Linked DNA regions of Danio rerio: region 1 is linked to region 2. The links are chromatin contacts, called in public HiChIP or PLAC-seq maps. All regions are on one chromosome and are shown on one strand. Each heading gives the region's core, a stretch centred on a gene start, on an enhancer-like site or on the middle of the called end of the contact. The rest is flanking DNA. Distances are from core to core; before and after follow the strand shown. Region 1 holds the start of gng12a (guanine nucleotide binding protein (G protein), gamma 12a). Region 2 holds the start of nsun4 (NOP2/Sun RNA methyltransferase 4).

What was found. HiChIP or PLAC-seq counts read pairs in DNA pulled down with a chosen protein or histone mark.
Region 1: a contact with region 2 is called in an H3K4me3 HiChIP or PLAC-seq map of embryo, with 4 times the contacts expected there. The contact joins the promoter of gng12a here to the promoter of nsun4 in region 2. A contact is called at or near these places in 1 of 18 Hi-C or Micro-C datasets (an unstated tissue) and 2 of 4 datasets of contacts at active chromatin or transcription factors (caudal fin and embryo).

Annotation. Positions count from the first base shown.
Region 1 is chr2:10,760,333-10,763,950 of GRCz12tu, forward strand. gng12a (guanine nucleotide binding protein (G protein), gamma 12a) reads right to left here and starts at 1,662. Exons shown (of 3, transcript NM_213312.2): 1 at 1,435-1,662.
Region 2 is chr2:10,511,011-10,515,105 of GRCz12tu, forward strand. nsun4 (NOP2/Sun RNA methyltransferase 4) reads left to right here and starts at 2,702. Exons shown (of 6, transcript NM_001008649.1): 1 at 2,702-2,808; 2 at 2,888-3,258. The coding sequence starts at 2,993.

The DNA of each region.
Region 1 (3,618 bases), core at 412-2,911, 250 kb after region 2:
CAAATAATATTTCTTGAGTTGGAGCAGCAGTGTGGTCAGTTGAGGTTTGGTTTGGGCAGAAAAATGTTTCCAGTCACATCCTCTGACTAACACCCTGAACACAAACAGAAATCAGATTTGAACAGTACTGTGGTCAATCACTGCATCACTACAGCAGCCGTCACTGTTACATACTGTAGGTAAGCAAAAAAATGATGTGTTTTTTTTAAATATTCTCCTGATAGCACATCCAAAATTTATATTTTATATTAAGTTTTATCTAGAATGTTAACCTAGATTTTATGTTGGGAACAGTGATGTTTGATGGTTTACAAGTTGAGCGAAAAGTCATTTTTGACTGGAAAGCTATAGTAAAAATTAATTAAACTCTGGTTTCTCCGTCACAAACACATCATGCATGTCTAGAAGAATTAGAATACAACACTCAAGTCATTTGGTCTGCTTTTATATCTTTCTTTGTCCATTTTGATGGAGCTTGCTAGACAACATGGTGGGGAGGAAAAAAATAAAGAATTTGCTTTTGGTAAAGAAACCTAATCTGATTTAAACCATACAAGTTACGTATAGGAGTTCACTGACATCCTCAGGGCCAAGTGTCAGCTTTCAAACTCGATCAGGCTAGATTCAATGCACTGTCCTCCCTATGAAGACACAATTGGTGTGGTCCCTGAGCAGGTAACACTTTTCTATCCCCAAAAACAAACTTGAGAGGTCAAACCTTAAATAGAGTTCAATGAAAAAGCTAAATGAAAAGCATCCTCACTGAGCCCAAATCTGTGGGTCATTAACAGTGTAGTCATGTATGCAGACCATATTCAGAGGGGATTTACAAGGGGGTTTAAAACATACAAATCCGAACTTTTAAAATCACAGCCCAGAACCTTAAATCTTAAAATTCATGTCTAGAACCTTCTGTATGTGTCATTGACTGCATAGAAGGAAATTCATCTGTCAGGTCTGTACTTGTAGTAGTATCTGAGGTGGTCTCACACAAGCTGGAAAATATTTTAAATGATTTCTTGTTCTTTACAGTCGCATTTTTATTAAACAATTGTACCAGAGTCATTTTGGCCTACTAACTTATAACAGTGACTCAAATTCAGGAATTTCCCTCGCATACCAAAGGGTGGACACTGGGAATTCATTTTAACTTTAACGTTTTCTAAAGTTTGATTTACACACACATACACTGTGATTTACAGTTTAACATTTCACAATGAATATGACTCGTGCTATCGTTAGTTTTGCGAAGTTCACAACTTTAAGTTCTCTCCCATAAAGGATTAACAGACGACAACTTTCTAGCTTACTTCGACAAAGAAATGCAGATAGTCAACAAAATTAAGCAGTGGAGTTCATACATTTTGTGATACTTGTGAAAAACATGCACACTAAAGCCGTAAAACTTAACCGCCGTCGACAGCTTACTCTTACCTTTAAAAAAAAATCTCCCAAGAGTGATCTCCTGATAAATCAGTGAAGAAACGGAAAACACGCCCCCGAGTTACTTTCACGTCAAGCTCAAAATGTCCGTTTGTATAATTTCCTCGGGAAATGATCTTAATATTTTATGGAAGTTAATTGAATTCTTTATCACTATTGTAGTGTATTCTTGTTACTTTGTGAATGACACCGTTTGTAGCACTTCCACCTACGCTGACCAATCACAGTCGGCGCAAGACCTGACGTCACCGTCGACCTTTTGAAGCCATCGAGCTGTGGAGAGAGACGCCGCTGATTGTTTTCTGCCTCTTTTCTCCCAAATTCTCTTCAATTCAGGCGCCCTCTTTCTGTGATCCTTGGAACAGTTGCTCCCTTGCCTTGACAAAAAGGAATGTTGCTGTATTGGCCAGGAATTTGTCTTTTTGTGATGTTGGCTTTGTCTTTACAGCATTTATGTGCTAGACTGACTCTGACAAGGTTTGAAGATGCGTACATAGTGACCTCAAATACATTCCTTTTATTAAGACAAAATGATTTAACGTTAAAGTTATCATGAAAACATCATATTTCATTTTTTGTGCTTTTATATTTACCATTTAGACCATACACTGCAAAAAACAAAATTATTTTCTTTTCTTTTTTTGTCAAGTCCAAATATCTTTTGTAGAAGCTTTTTTGTAGACAGGTTAAAATGTTGTTTACAAAAAATAATAGATCAAAATGAAGAAGATTTACCTTAAAACAAGCTAAATAACCTGCTAGTAGACAAAAATCTGCTAGTTGAAAACATGATTATTTTACTTACCCCATGGCAGATAATTTTGCTTTATTTTATTTTACCTTACTAGAGTTTTTAATAAGAAAAATTTTACATTCATTTACTTATTTTTAGATATTTTATTAGAAACAAGACAAAAACTCTAAGAATTTTTTTTTGCAGTTTAATAGCTCTGTTACTAAACAGAGCCATTAATAATTAAAAACTGTAGAAGTTGCATTTTTAAAAAAACTTATTTTTATATCATCAAAAAATATACAAATGCAACAGTTTGTGTGATAATATTGTAAATACTTTTAGAAATGTATTTGACATTGTTCACTTACACAGGTAAACATAGGTAAATACATATGAACACATAGAACAGATTAGGTTTACCATAAAATATATATATATATATATATATATTTTTTTTTTTTTAACTTTGTATTAACAGACGAACAAACAGACAGACAAACAGACAGACAGACAGACACTCTTCTCCTAGGGGCAAATACTGACCTGACCAAAACAAAACTTACTCACATAATACCCATTACTGTATGTTAGATTTACAGTTTTATATTTTCAGTCTAGCTCTATTATTGTATCATTAGAGCTCTTGTCCGCACCTGCTCAAAGAACATAGCAGGAGATTGTTGAGGCTGAGATAAGCTGAAAGGCTGCTGTGTTGGAGAGATGGGCAGCAGGAAGAGTAGAGCAGCATACTAAGCAATGTTATAGTGTTGGCAGGCACATTTCATTCTAAAATTTGACCACATTTTGGCACCCACTATGTGAACATGCACACACACAAAACAAATTAGGGTCTTTATCAGAAAATTCAGCAATGAACCCACTGTAAATGAATGACAAACTGATTTACTTTAAAGAATATAGTAGAATCATTTCATTGAATTTTTTCTTCCCATTATCACAGCACTATTAAATATTTGCACATTTAAAAATGCACATATTCATTTCAGTTCGTTGCACTAATTCATGTTGAATTGTACATATCCACTGCTCATACACATTTGTAATTATGTTCATATCTACCTGCACACCTCTGATTATTAATAGCAGCCTGTACATATATTCTTCTATTGTAAAACTCTGTTCATAGATAATAAAACCTGTATATAATGTTCACAGTCCATCCTTCTGTTATAACTTATACCTTTATCCTGCACTTGCTGCTATTGCACTCCTGGTTAGACCTAAACTGCATTTCATTGCCTTGTACATGTGTAATGACAATAAAATATATTGAATCTAACTGAATTTAATTCTTTTTAATCTTGAGTAAAATTTTAGTCAATTAAAGTAATCTAAAGATACTAACTTCAAATTTAAACCAGAACTTAATTATGACTGATTTATGCATACATTATACATCAAGTCAAATTTGAAATTCT
Region 2 (4,095 bases), core at 1,452-3,951:
GACACTCAGAAGTAAACAAATCAAACACCTGGCTTGTGAAACTTTTTTCACAACTTTGAGTTTAGAATAAGACAGACGTACTGTGTATTTGTCAATGTCTAAATCGTTGTTTCCTGCATTAAGGTAAGTGCAATATTCTATATATAGCACCAAAAAGCATCAGAGAAGATGAAACAGTAATGGTTGAACAGTAATTTACCATTTATTATCACAATTACCTGTGATGGCTACATAAAGTAAATTACTGTAATATATTCTTTGCACGACACAATTTCATTCAAATCCTGCTTGTTTTACAGCAAAGTACTGTTTCCTGTTATTACAGCAAAACATTGGCTATTTTACAGTTATTTACTGCATAGTAAGGGTTAACAGTGTAGTGTGCATACAGAACTGTAAAAAATTGCTCAAGTTAATAATAATATTGGAGTTTGTGTTATTATCATCAACATAAAAGGGGTAAAGGGGCAAGCGTGAAAAGTCATAAAATATGTCCTGTCACAGTTTAAGCACAATGCATAGCAGCAAAGCCAAAAACTGAACGTGAACAACAACACATAAGGCAGCTTTTGTGCTGTTGTGTTAAAGGTAAACGTTAGCCTCACTAATTCACTTACTAATTTCAGGCAAAAATATGTTTTCTAGATTCATAGAAGTTACCTGAGAGTGATGCACGCGACTCACCTTGAACTTTTTACCTCTTCTCGGCTCCAGACTGTTGTTGTCTTTTCCCGGGCATAGAGCTGCATCTTGCATCAATTATAATTATATTCAGCTAGCAGCAGCAAAGATAAGTGGATTGGGCCGCGCCACGCACACGCAGCTATGCGCATATGGAAAAAATTACTTCACATGTTTGTTTTTGCGTCCGTCATAATTATTTTTTTTATGTATAAAACAACATATTTATTTACACTCAGTTTATGTTAATATTAGTAAATAAATGTTTTTTTTATTTTTTGAGCAACCGAGATGATGCCCCCCTCCGAAGTTGAGGCCCTACGCAGCCTGCGTATACTGCATATAGGGAGCGGTGGTACTGGTCAGGATAGAGGGAAAGATGAATGCAGCCATGTACAGAGACATCCTGAATGAAAACCTGCTTTCTTGACCTCAGACTGGGGTGACGGTTCATCTTCCAGTAGGACAATGACCCAAAGCACACCCCCAAAATATCAATAGAGGGGCTTCATAACAACTTGGGGAATGTCCTTGAGTGGCCCAGCCAGAGCTCAGACATAAATCCTATTAAACATCTCCCGACTCTGGAGAGATCTGAAAATGGCTGTACAGCATCGCAGCCCATCCAACCTAGAGCTTGAGAGGTACTGTAAAGAGGAATAGCCCAAAAATTCCCAAAGACAGGTGTGACAAGCTTGTGGCATCATATTCAAAAAGACTTGAGGCTGTAATTGCTGCCAAAGGTGCATCAACAAAGTGTTGAGCAAAGGCTGTGAATACTGATGTACATGTGATTTTTCAGGTTTTTTATTTGTAATAAATTTGTAACAATTTCAAAAGATCTTTTTTTCACATTGTCATTATGGGGTATTGTGTGTAGAATTTTGAGTAAATAAATAGATTTAATTCATTTTGGACTAAGGCTGTAACATAAACAAATGTGGAAAAAGTGAAACGCTATGAATACTTTCCGAATGCACTGTAAGTAGGCTATGGTTTGGGTGATGTGAACCATGTTTGTTTTCAACCTTTTACAATATTTATGTATAATAAATATATTTTTTATGTATTTATTTAGTGTAGTATTTTTTTTTATTTAACCTCTAAATACAAAACAACATTTCTTTATTTTTAAAACATTTTCAGACTATTGTTCTATTAATAATGAATGGGTGGATTTTTTTTGTACTCAGGGCATAAAAATAAACTGATTGTTGTACCCATTCGTCATTATATTACTCATTATATTACTCAAGTAAATGTTATAATTTTTGTCAGAACATTTTGATGTTTGGTTAGCCAAAACAGCTAAGATGAGCTTATTTCTCCTACTTGTCTGACATTTATTTATTTATCTATTTATTATTTATGTATTTGGACGTTCTTTAATTAGCAATAGTTAAATACGTGATTTAGATTTTCCAACAGTTTGGTTAGGTTAAGAGTAGAAATAGACACTTGCCTTAATGAATGGAGTTGATATTATTATTAAATAATGCATAATAAATTAAATGTTATTTTGCATCTTTTTAATGTCTGCCTGTATGGGTCAAATTGACATAAAATGTAGCAAATTATTGAAACTTTGTATGCATGTTCTTGACCCTAAATGAAAAAAGTAACAAAATACCAGACAGGCAGAACTGAACGGTAGCTACACATTAGTTACGCCTATTAAATGTTCATATTCAATCAGCAATACTTTCACTATACAATACAATACAATACTTTTGCCTACTTTTACAAATGCACTTTAAACTACAGCAAATACATAAGGTTATGATTTAACGTTAGTACAATTGAAAAAAGCATATAGAACAGAAATCACAAAGAAGAGCTAACAAGTGAAACCGTTAACAAACTTAATTTAACATGAAAAATGACGTTTGGTCATGTAATTAGTTAAATGATTCATTACATGAATTTATAAGATCATGTTTTGATTTTGACTCCATTGTAATGTTTAAATAGTACAAATCTTTATAGTGGAACCAATGAGAAAAAACGACGGACGGTATTTGATGATACACAGACATGGCAGCGTACGTGTGCACGAGATTTTGTATAAACAAATTTAAAGACTCAGTTAGATTTATTCCGCGACGGTATCGAGTTAAAACAAAATGGGTAAGTAATAAGGTCACATGTATTAGTATTATAATCAAAATAACGTGAAATGTTCATATCGTCTCCTGTGTTCCAATAGGCAGCAACGAGGCCCAAGTTTCCAGCCACTGAACTTGCTCTGCACAGCTTTGACAAAACATATAGTGTACAGTTCGGGGACTTGTGGCCCTCTATTCGTGTTGCCATGCTTTGTGAACAAAAATATGGAGCGCTAATAAACAGCTTCTCTTCAGCATCTGGGGAAATCACAGATTTAGAAGCTGAAGGGTGTAGAGACTTCATAACTATTGACTGTTCTAGAAATGAGGTCCATAAGTCCTCACAGGACCCCACAACCCCTCACAACGATTCGACAGATGTGGAATCAGCTCCTCTTCAAACCAGTATAACTCCTGATATTAAATGTCTTGTTTTCCCCCGAGGAGACATATCTAGATTTAAGCCAGCAAGGTGAGGATTACAAAACGAATTTCTCCTTTCTTCTCTTTAAATGTTTATGTTTAGTGAGTTAAGAAGAGAAATCATAATTGTTGTGTCTTCTTCACCAATTAAAACGTTATATTTGACCCGTAGCCAGAGGGGTTCGCGTGGTTCCAAAGACCCACCCCCCTTCTGACAAAGTCCAGAATTTGAGCTCATTTGTCCAAGTTTTGACTGTATGCCATCATGACTTGTAAAAATAACCAATAGAAGAAGGCTTTAAGAAGAATAACCAATAAAGTAATCATTAAAAGAGGGCTTTTATTATTTAAACGGACAAATTTTGACTGAGGACATGAGCTGGCCAGTTTGTTATTCCCCTATAGGCTACAATTTCCAGTTTCAATGCGCATTTGTAAATAACCATAATTTTTTGTAAATAAAAATATTATGATAGCTCCTTGACAAAAATGTAGGAAGAATTTTGTTGCATCAAAAAGTGTGGTAATAACAATCTGACAAGCTAATTCAGCACAAACTATTGCTTAAAATATCTCTAAAATGCAGTATTTGAACCTTGAGTAACTGCAAATGGGTCCACTTTTTGAGAAAAAAGAACCACCATATTTTAATTAGCTGGCAACAGGCCTGTATATACATAGGAGAGAAAGCATTTGAAGGGGTTAAATGTTTTAGATAACATGATGATTAAATCTAAAAATATGTGTGAGATAAAAACGTACCTACTAAAATATGAAATATGTTTTTTATTTTTTAAAATATGATACAATCAACTTCTTGCTGACAAATAAGTAAAATCAAGTGATCCGAAGGATAGCGTAAATAAAATAAAAGTAAATAAATAAA